Regions from separate parts of the Hordeum vulgare genome. Here regions 1 and 2 are each linked to region 3. A link is a contact called in public Hi-C data. All regions are on one chromosome and are shown on one strand. Each heading gives the region's core, a stretch centred on a gene start, on an enhancer-like site or on the middle of the called end of the contact. The rest is flanking DNA. Distances are from core to core; before and after follow the strand shown.

Evidence for each region. Hi-C and Micro-C count contacts between places; a contact is called where the count stands out from the background.
Region 1: a contact with region 3 is called in a Hi-C map of seedling, with 4 times the contacts expected there. The contact joins the promoter of LOC123401529 here to the promoter of LOC123402539 in region 3. A contact is called at or near these places in 2 of 6 Hi-C or Micro-C datasets (leaf and seedling).
Region 2: a contact with region 3 is called in a Hi-C map of seedling, with 4 times the contacts expected there. The contact joins the promoter of LOC123402750 here to the promoter of LOC123402539 in region 3. A contact is called at or near these places in 1 of 6 Hi-C or Micro-C datasets (seedling) and 1 of 1 datasets of contacts at active chromatin or transcription factors (embryo).

The regions. Positions count from the first base shown.
Region 1 is chr6H:126,512,654-126,515,975 of MorexV3_pseudomolecules_assembly, reverse strand. LOC123401529 (transmembrane protein 230-like) reads right to left here and starts at 1,768. Exons shown (of 2, transcript XM_045095357.1): 1 at 1,339-1,768; 2 at 1-339. The coding sequence starts at 1,528. The coding sequence ends at 218.
Region 2 is chr6H:126,656,134-126,659,517 of MorexV3_pseudomolecules_assembly, reverse strand. It overlaps LOC123402750 (ubiquitin-conjugating enzyme E2 22-like), which reads right to left and starts at 1,484. Exons shown (of 7, transcript XM_045096703.1): 1 at 1,325-1,484.
Region 3 is chr6H:127,295,140-127,298,699 of MorexV3_pseudomolecules_assembly, reverse strand. LOC123402539 (translation initiation factor IF-2) reads right to left here and starts at 2,186. Exons shown (of 2, transcript XM_045096463.1): 1 at 900-2,186. The coding sequence starts at 1,991. It overlaps LOC123405210, which reads right to left. Exons shown (of 2, transcript XM_045098988.1): 2 at 2,510-3,060. The coding sequence ends at 2,510.

The DNA.
Region 1 (3,322 bases), core at 519-3,018, 780 kb after region 3:
CCAGCAACTCAACATAATCACACAGTTGACAACCTTTCTGCCCACTACACCATAATGCATGATTATGGTAGCATTTATATGCACAAATCTACCAGTAGTTCATTCTACAAAGTAGAAGGAATGTATACATAACGAACAACAGGACACCAAGGCTGCTTGCTTTATCAGTAGAGCCATTTGATGGAAGGACCCGAACAAGTTTGCAAACACATGTTCTTTAGATTGGTGGGATGTTTGAAAAAGAGAAGCCCTTGTATCCTTTGTATGCGTAGTAGGCAATTCTTGTGTAGTAGAATCCAGGTATGAACATTACAATGCCCAAAACCATGAAGAATATTCCTGTTCCAACAAAAAAGTTGCAATTGTAGTCAAAGTTTATTGAAGCAGATATCTTCATGAGTGCGACTTTAATATTGATATTGCATCACTATTCTGAAAGGATGAGAGTCAACGAGCAAACAGAATTTTAAAGCTTTTTGTGTGGCAAATCACATCTTAAGATCTCACATGTACACCATGCTACAAGTGACATCCTAGCATAAAGCCACATCATGATCACATATATTACAGATGAGAGGAATTTTGGATTGCTTCTAACCTAACTACTTCCTCTGTTCCTAAATATAAGTCCATTTAGAGATTTCACTACGGAATAAATACGGATGTATCTAGACATACTTTAGAGTGTAGATTCACTTATTTTACTCCGTATGGACTTATTTAGGAACGGAGGGAGTATCATCTACAAATTTTACAGTTGTGTAATCATACTAAGCGTTTAGTACCCAGTCTCTGTTGCTCTCACTGCTGGCTTTCCTGAAGCATATCACTGAAGCATTGTTCTGAACAGCAACAACAAAAAACCACAATCCCCCCCCCCCCCCAGCACGGTTCACTGAATTTTAACTGTGTTGACTAAAAGCCTCTCACCAAATGCAAACAGCTCATGGACATCTAAAGCCGCTATTATATACTCTCTCCATCCGAAAAAGCTTGTCCCTCAAATGGATGTATCTAGCACCAAATTAGTGCTGCTTTTTTCGGACGGAGGGAGTATTTTTTGCGGTCAAGTTTTTCATCAATCACATGTTCTATAACAAAAAAAAGAGAAGTAACATTTCCAGCTCCCAAACACCAACTCCGAAATACTAATATATATATACATGTCCCAGCCAAATAAACATCAATCAATTGCTCTCACAAGTAACAGCCCTTGAAATACCAACTCTAGCTAGAAATACTATCCCCAAATATTCATACAGCAGTAGTTAGAAAATTGCAGCAACTTCAGGGTCCTAGATGCAGTAACTAGGACCGTGAAAGGAGATTCGGTCTCACCGTGTGCGGTGTCACCGCCGACTTGGTTGGCGGCCATGAAGAGGCCGGCGACGACGCCGAGGACCCCGAAGGCGAGGAGGGCGGCGGCGAAGGCGATCTCCTTGACGGGGGCGCCGCGCGGGCCCCCTATGGCCCCGCCGACGAGGTCGTCCTCGTCGGTGATGGAGAAGGCGTGGTCCACGTAGGCCATGCCGGGCAGGGACTAGGTAGGGTTTCGCGAGGTGGATTCGCGCGCCGATCGTGGTTGGTGGTGGTTTGGTTGGGGGTGGAAGATGCAGCGCAGGGGGGAGAGAGAGAAGAGAGATCGGCTTGGTGGGTCGCTTGCCGAAGCAGATTTGGATTGGATTGGACGGGAGCGCCGGGTCAACCCGTTGTAGTATATACGACGCGACGGCGATGGGCTACAATTCCGAGGCGCGTCTTTTGGAACCGGTCCTGGCAAAGCCCAGCTATATAGAAGCATGCTGACTTTTGAACCCTGTGTATTCGGTTTGGTAGGCTGCATTATAGGGAACTCCTACCTGGCCTGAGCAACTAGTTAGACGATCGCATTTTCAAGAGCATTCTAACAATCACTCCCACACATCGTCATTTGACGCGTTTTCAGCCATCGTCACGTGTCATGTTTTAAGTGTTTTTTTGTATTTTATTATTTTTATTATTTCGCACGTGTTTTTGGTTTTTTAGAGTGTTTTTTTCGATTTTTTACGCACGGCCGTGCCTTCCGAAAAGAAAAGAAACGCGCTTTCTGCTTTTATTTTTCCTACGAGAAGCACGGTTTTGCTTCCGCGAGACGCACGATTTTACCATCGCGAAAGGCACGGTCGTGCCTTTCAGAAAGGAAAAAAACGTGTTTTCAGTGCATTGCAACGGGTAGTAGAGATTTCTTACCTGAGACGCTATCATACTTATGCTTTCCCACTTTAAAAATATGATGACCAGAAAATAAAGAATTTATAATGCTTGTCACTCTTTTGTTGACACGTTGCCTTCAACAGTAGGGGCACACCCTCCACGCCATCATGACCACTTCCTCGAACATTATCCTCGGGCCTCGATGAGGATCGATTAGGGTACGCAGAGCTGCGAGACGGATAGTACAACGGAAGGTAGTCCTTCCCTTCCAGATGTCGTGCGGGGCGAAACATGGTGCGAGTAAGATGCACCGCTATCGCACTCTCTCTATTCTCCATCCCTCGCTCTCTCTTCCCTATCTTACTGATGACATCGATGACATCCAGAGTTGAGGAATATCTTGATGGTTAACAAGTATCAGCGAGCTTCAAATACCTTCTCATTAAAAAATGTTTCTTTTCAATATGTCACTCACTTTTAGTTATTATACTTTCCCAGTCTTAAAATAAGTATCTCAACTTTCTACTAACTATAGTACTCCCTCATTTTCTAAATATAAGTCTTTAGATTTTAATATGTACTTTTGAACTACTACAAACCAAAATTAATAAAATTATATTTTAAAATATATCTATATATATATATTCGTATTAATATTTTTAAGAAGACTTGTATTTAGAAACATAGTTTTAGAAAATAAAAAATCAATGCTAACACACGTGCATCCAGTAGCTTCTAGCCGGTACATGACAAATTTCCTTTCGTTTCATTAAAGAAAAGCACTGACCGCCCTCTGCGTCCTTATCTCATCGCTACTCCTTTCCTTCTCTTATACTACACACCATTCCTTCATTTTTGGACTAATCTTCTTGTCTCACATGCCCGTAAAGCACCTTTCCTCCAAGCTCGTGGTCTCAATGCAACATCAAAACTCAGATTTTGCTTCGATTTGTTTGCTCTTCTGATGATCTCGTCCTAGCCATGACCAAAACGTTTTGTTGGTTGATTGATCAGGGTGGTGTAGAGAAGGAAGGGGAAAGGGGGCACCATCCACGACGATGTCGCCGACGCCGTAGAGCGAGATCCTGTAGTCCGCCAGCGTGTAGAGCTTCGCCTTCAAGGAGCTCAA
Region 2 (3,384 bases), core at 235-2,734, 640 kb after region 3:
CCAACAGTTAGGTGTAGCAGAGATGCGCATGTTGAGATGGATATGTGGCCACACAAGGAAGGATCGGGTACGGAATGACGATATACGAGAGAGACTTGGGGTAGCACCGATTGAAGAGAAGCTGGTCCAGCATCGTCTCAGATGGTTTGGACATATTCAACGGAGGCCACCGGAAGCGCCGGTGCATAGCGGACGGATAAAGCGTGCTGAGAATGTTAAGAGGGGTCGTGGTAGACCAAACTTGACATGGGAGGAGTCCGTTAAGAGAGACCTGAAGGTTTGGAATATCGACAAAGACTTAGCCATGGACAGGGGTGCGTGGAAGTTAGCTATCCACGTTCCAGAGCCATGACTTGGCTTCGAGATCTTATGGGTTTCAACTCTAGCCTACCCCAACTTGTTTGGGACTGAAAGGCTTGGTTGTTGTTGTTGTAGTAGTGGGGATTATCCCGGTCAAACCCCTAAATCCCCACATATCCCATAACACCATTTGGTTTTAGTGTATTTGACATGTTTCATCCCCACATTTCCCCACAAATCCCCAAATTCTAGTACATTTTTCTCAATGCCCAATACACTACCCCTACCTAGTGGATTGGGGATAAATGGGGATTTGAAGGGATTGGATGAAGGTTGGGGTTTCACCCAATCCGTGTGGGGATTATCCCCACCAATCTCCTCAAAAACCCTAGTACCAAACAAGGTCTAAAGGATCATTTTTCAAACTGACACCGTCATCACGATAAGTGATGGGGGAAATAGGAACCAACATAGCAGTTAGGTTCGGGCTATATTTGCACTGTTGGAAACAAGCACGGTAGGAAGCGATTAAATCATAAAATTGGTAGGTAATCAGTGCAGCTGACTGTGTGGCATTTCGGTTGAACTAAACACAAGGCCCTATACTTGCAGTGCAGGTGAAGACTACTTGCACCCAGAATTAAGTTGCTTCCACAAACGTCAACCCCGTTCTTCTTTCCATGGACATCTAAAGATCAGAAAACAGACCTCCCCACTAAGCCTATCAATTCCCCCCAGCCTCTAGGAATCTCGAACCACCCGTCACCTCGCTTGACAGAATGGGCAAACCCCGCCACCCGCCTTGCCTTTTCTGCACAATCCGCGGAAACAATCCAAAATCACCACTCGCCCAGCCCCCAAACCCTACCGCGACATGGCGACATCCGCTAACCCTACCGCGGACCGAACTAAACCAGCGGATCACGAGCACGCGCCGCGAGAGCCACGGGACGGCGGGGAACAGATCGGGCTCGAACCGCACCGGGAGACGAATCGGGGGAGGGATCGGCGGGCCGCCGCTTACCGGAGGAGGAGCAGGAGGAGGAGGAGCGGCCAATCTGGGCCGGGCTCGCGGGGAGGGGAGGGGAGCGGCGCGCGTCGCAATGATTGGAGCGCGAGCTCGTGGAACTTTGGGGGCGGAGGGAGGTGACGTGGCTTTCAACCAGGCCACGGAGCGGGTGTACTTGTAGTGTAGGGGGGCGCCACCTGATCACCGCGTCCGCGGAGGAGCGTGAGACCGTGAACGGTCGGCGGCATAGCCGTTGGAGCCGTGCCACGGCGCCGCCAGCTAGGCGCGGCCTTTTGAAATTATGGCAGCTGCGGCCAGCGCGGACGGAGATGCCGATGCTGATCGGCGGTGGACCACCGATTTAGATGGTGGAGGAAAACGGTGGTAAGACGACGAACGGGGTTGATTGATGGGAGCGGCTTCTTTCAAAAAAAAAATTGATGGGAGCGGCGCCGGTTGTGGGGAGTTGTTGGCACATTCTGGATTTGCATCTCGACGTGGATCGCCGGGTGGTGATGGACCGTTTATGATACGTGGACAATCTAAGAGCACTTTAGCAAAAAAAAAATAACCCTTTAAACATTCACGGATACGTCTGTTCACTGACCAGACGTGTATCCTATTAATCCGTCCATGCAGTCATAAATTTTATTTATTTTTTCTTGTATGTTCAATCACTTACACGTGATTGGTGAAGAGAAATAGAAATAAAGAATTTTGGGGGTATGGTTTCTACCACTGGGGATAGCATGTGGAAAGTTATTTGTTCACAAAAAAAATCATGTCTTTTTATGGCTATGTGTTCATAATAAAGTACTAACAAGAGATAATTTGAAAAAACGTAGACCTGTTGAGGATAATACTTGCCTTTTGTGTAGCTGCAAGGAGACAGTACAACATCTCTTCTTTGATTCTATAGTAGCTAGATAGTTGTGGGTTTTCATATCGGAGACACTTGAAAAAACAGAAATTTTAAGTTTTGATGATATTATTGTGCTGTGAAAAGATCATAAGAAGAATTGTGTGGTTAACATGGTGATTGCTGCCTCCTTGTGGAGCATATGGAAGCTTAGAAATGAATTTTGTTTTCAAGGCCCCATCTGGAGAAGTGTGAAATGCATTCTTGCAAAGCTGGACATTCATCTCAATCAATGACGGGTTTTGTTCTCCGGTGCTCAGGCGGATCTGCTGCGAGACTTCATCAGGCAACTAGACAGGAGACGCGGGGAACTGCTCCGAATTGCTTGGAGATGATTCTAGGGGAGGGGATAGGGAACCTAGTCTTCAAATAAATACCTTTGGGTTGTAACCCCTCTTCGGGAGAAAAATGATGGTGGCTCTAGCTAAGACTGTTAGCTGTTTTCCTGTATTTTTCAGATTTTTTTGTCTGGATGTTGGGTTGTAACAAAACTGTGGTTGCTTCATTTATAAAAATGGGACAGGGGGAAACCCCTTTCGTTCAAAAAAAAGAGAAATAAAGAAAAAATAAAAAAATAAAAATAAAAAGTAATCCGGGATCGGGTCGCGTCCTACGTGATGGACACACTGAACACACTCGGGCGCGTCTACGAGCGTTCATATCCTTCCTATTTTTGTCTTTAATATAAGAGTTTGTGGACAGTCTAGACGTATAAAAATGATATGAAGGATCTAGTTGGATCACTGTTTTTTCTTCTTCTTTGTCCGGTCATTAACCGAACGCGCATGCGGTCATATGTGAAGTCGTTTGAGGTGTCCGATTGTAGATGCTCTAAGTAGTATATATTTCCTCTTTCGAAAAGAAGGTCTATACATTTTGTAAATAGTGCAAAGTTAACCAAATTTATACTTCCTTTATTTTTAAATATAATTTTTTTAGAAATTTTAATATAAACTATATAAAAATGTATATAGATATATTCTATAATATAGATTTACTCATTTTGCTTTGTATATAATTTATATTATTTTTTAAAAGATTTATATTTAAAAACATAGTAAGTAGTAGAAAAGACTATCAACAACTACAATATCAGATTAGTAGTAATATTCATTGGGAGAGAGAATAATTTTATTCCATAATTATAAAGTTAAAG
Region 3 (3,560 bases), core at 937-3,436:
CATTTCAGTCTGTCTGTAGTCTATATTGAAATATCCAAAACATCTTAAAATAATGAACAGAGGGAGTATATTACTACTCCCTCCATTCCATAAACCCCGACACTTAATTATGGAACAGAGCGAGTACATTGTAATAACAACTAATTCGTTTGGTCACAGCTTTCTGAAATTATATGACTATATTACGAGTGAAATATTTTTTCTGCAAAATGTTAAATATACTGTGACAACTGAAGTTCAAAGTTGCATCTCTATCAAACGGAGTAATAATAGCTTCAATAGTTCTTTACTGAACAGAATGGTAACTTTTTCATTAATTTTATTTTAATTGTATGTCCAATAGCACAAATTTATACAGAAACATGGTTTAAACCATAAGCTAGATTAGCTAGTATACTTATCGTTAAGTCTAAGGAAATATGAATTGGCAAATTATATGGTTCATTTCGTAACAAAACTTAATTACATGGTCATCTACTCCAGTGATGATCTGGTGATATTGACAACACCCTTGAAAGCATTACTAGCATAATTACAGCTTGGAGAAGTTATCAATAGTGACTTATCATTTGTCAGGTACAGTACTTGATATGTTTACCTTATTGGTGATGATTTGCAAATTAAAAACTAAAATTGTGGCAAGCAAAAACCCACTACCAAGAGTAATTGCTGGGGACTGCTATCAGGACCTAAATTGCATGAATAATGCTGCATGCGTACTACACTGTCTGTGTATCACTTGAAAAAATAAAATATGATTATCTAACATTGACTAGATATAGTAGTGATGATGGCTATAAGGTGAAGGAAAATCGATCAAAGACAGTAAACTGAGCACAATGACAATGCAGCAAGAAGCAAAAGTCATGCCATGTTATCAGGGAATGATTTGTCTGTACCTGGTAACTAGGACCAAAGGCCATCCCTGTGAGCTTGGATTTGTCCTCCCTTGGACGGTTCTTGACCAGCTCTGCCTGATTCACCTCTATAATCTCCATAGGCATATCCCTCCTACCTCTCTTCACTCCAATCCTGCCCAATTCTGGTGGAAGTGCTGGCTCCCGCATTGGTGGAGCTGCCATTGCCACCGCCTCAGCACTGTAACCTCCAGTATATTCCCCTCCACATGGCGGCGCTGTCGAATGCCCGTATCCACCACTGTGCTCCCCGCCATATCCATTGCCATACCCACCACCTTGCTCTACTCCATATGCTGCATACTGTGGTTCGGTCCCATAATTCAAATTGCTATTCGGATCCAAACCATAATTTGCATAATAGTTTGGATCCCATGCATAACCTTCGTACCCATTAGCATTTCCAACTCCAGCATCATAACCCTGGTGTTGGACGTCTCCAGCTCCGACACCAAGACCCTGTTGTTCTTGCTGCTGCTCCGGAGCAGGCATGGCGTCCTCATCACTGCTTTCCTCAGGACCGTCCTCGTCGGCAGGGCCAGTATCGGACCTTTCTGGCGCCCCTCTGTTGACAGCCGAGCTAGAGGGGCCAGCAGCACCAAGATTTGACCTCTCCGGCCCGGCGGTGTCTACGGCCGACCTCCTGGCTGCGCCGGAGCCAAACCCAAGCGAGTGCCTGGGCGCCGGGAGGAACGAAGACACCGGCCCCGATCCAGCAGACAGGGGCGGGGGCGCCTCGCTGGCGCTGGGACGGCGCTTCTCGGCGTCATCCTCCTCGTCCGAGCTGACTCCGGTGGTCTGGCGGATCGGTGGCGGGCGGAACTGGACGACGCGCTTAGGGTTTCCGGAGTAAGCGGAGGATTTGGGAGGTGGGATGGAGGAGAAGGTCGGGGCGGATTTCGGCGCCGGGAGCGACGAGAAGATAGGCGCCGACTTGGGCTGCGGGAGCGCGGAGAAGATGCCGCCGGCGGGCTTTCCGCTGGCCTCGCCGCGGCGGGTAGCGGGAGCGGGTGAGGGGATGCTCTCGTCGGCGTCTTCATCTGAAGAGGCGTAGGTGGCAAGAAGCGAATCCATGTTTGCGGCGCGGTCGTCTGGGGCAGGAGGCAGACGGCCGCGGCGGCTTTGGGGTTTGTTTCGAGTTGGAGTTGGAGTCGGAGTCGGAGTCGTCGACGGTGAGCGGAGGCGGTGGTCGGGTAAGGTACGGGGAAGTGGGGGGAGTTTCCTGGGCTGGGCTTCGGCGGGGTACTTTTTATGTAACGGGCTGGGCTTCACCCTTTTTTTGAGGAACACTATGATTTCCATACTTAAACTGGCAGGGCTAAAACACTGGCCTGTCGAACGAGTGCACCAAAAAGCCGTCGGAAACGTTTAAAAACAACTGGCAGAAATCATCCGGGTCGCCTGCATGCCAGGGGTCGCGATGGGATCAGGCTCAGGATGTAAATGGACATCTCACCGGGTGTTGTGGTACTTGAACGCTCTCACCGCTACTTCTTATATGGGATTATGTCCTAGTCCAATTATTATTTTATGGCGTATGTGATGTTCACATAGTGCCGCGTATTTACAAAGCGAACTGATACAGGGTGCATTTATGGTAGAAACCGCTCCCGCAGCTTGGCCCCCTCGTCCCTGAAGCCGGCGTTGTCGCGCAGCAGGCGTTCGCAATCCCTGATGACGCGGTTGAGCTGGTCGAGCAGCTGGCGGTTGGCGCCGTGGAGGTGCACCACGTGCGCCCACAGCTCGCTCAGCTGCTTCTGCTTCCTCATGCGCGATAGCCGCGCCGACTCCCGGTTCAACACCATCCGTCGCCGCCGCCGCTCCTCCGCCAGGCTGCAGTGCGCCTGCTGGTACTCGTCCGAGTTGGACGAGTTGTTCCCGAACGGGAGGAGGGCCCCGCCGCCGGTGGCCTCGTGAAGCAGTTGTGCGACGACGTCGTGCTGCTGCTGGTGGTGGTACGAGGAGGAGAAGGGGGACGACGTCGCGTGTGGGACCAGGAGGCCGCCGTCGTTGTACGGGAAGACGAGGTCGTCCGGAGCCACCACCTGGTAATGGGGCCTGAAGGCGGCGGTGATCGCAGCCGCGGCCGACAGGTACGGCACGCTGGCAGCTTGGGGTGTCGGGGAAGGAGATGAACACGCCGCTGGCGTTCATGGGCTTAGTTGGGCTGTTCACTAACGCCACTTATTTTTAGGTGATATCCACAAACGCCATTTAGACTGTGATGGGGTTATAGTCATAGGGTAGGGTCATAAGCCTACCTTATAGGTCCTACCCAAGGACCACCCTTCATAAGGGACAAGGCCCTTTGTCAGCTCCGACTGAACTAAGGAATTCCCATCATCCAGTCGGTAACAGACATCCGACCATCCAGTCGAAGGCGAGCATTCGGAGCGTATCGATCGGACCGACTGGATTCCACTCTGTACATCGTAACCCCCCAGGAGGGAAACAGTCGTACGTTTCCTCACGCTTTTATTAGCATTTAGGTCGTACGTTACCTGTAACGTAGGTATTTATTCGCCATTATTCCACCCCTGCGCACCGACCGTTGTGAAGGGCAGCGCACTCTATATAAGCCACCCTTCCCCACTGGTGCAAGGGTGAGCAACTCATTGTATTCCATATTTCCACTCGACAACA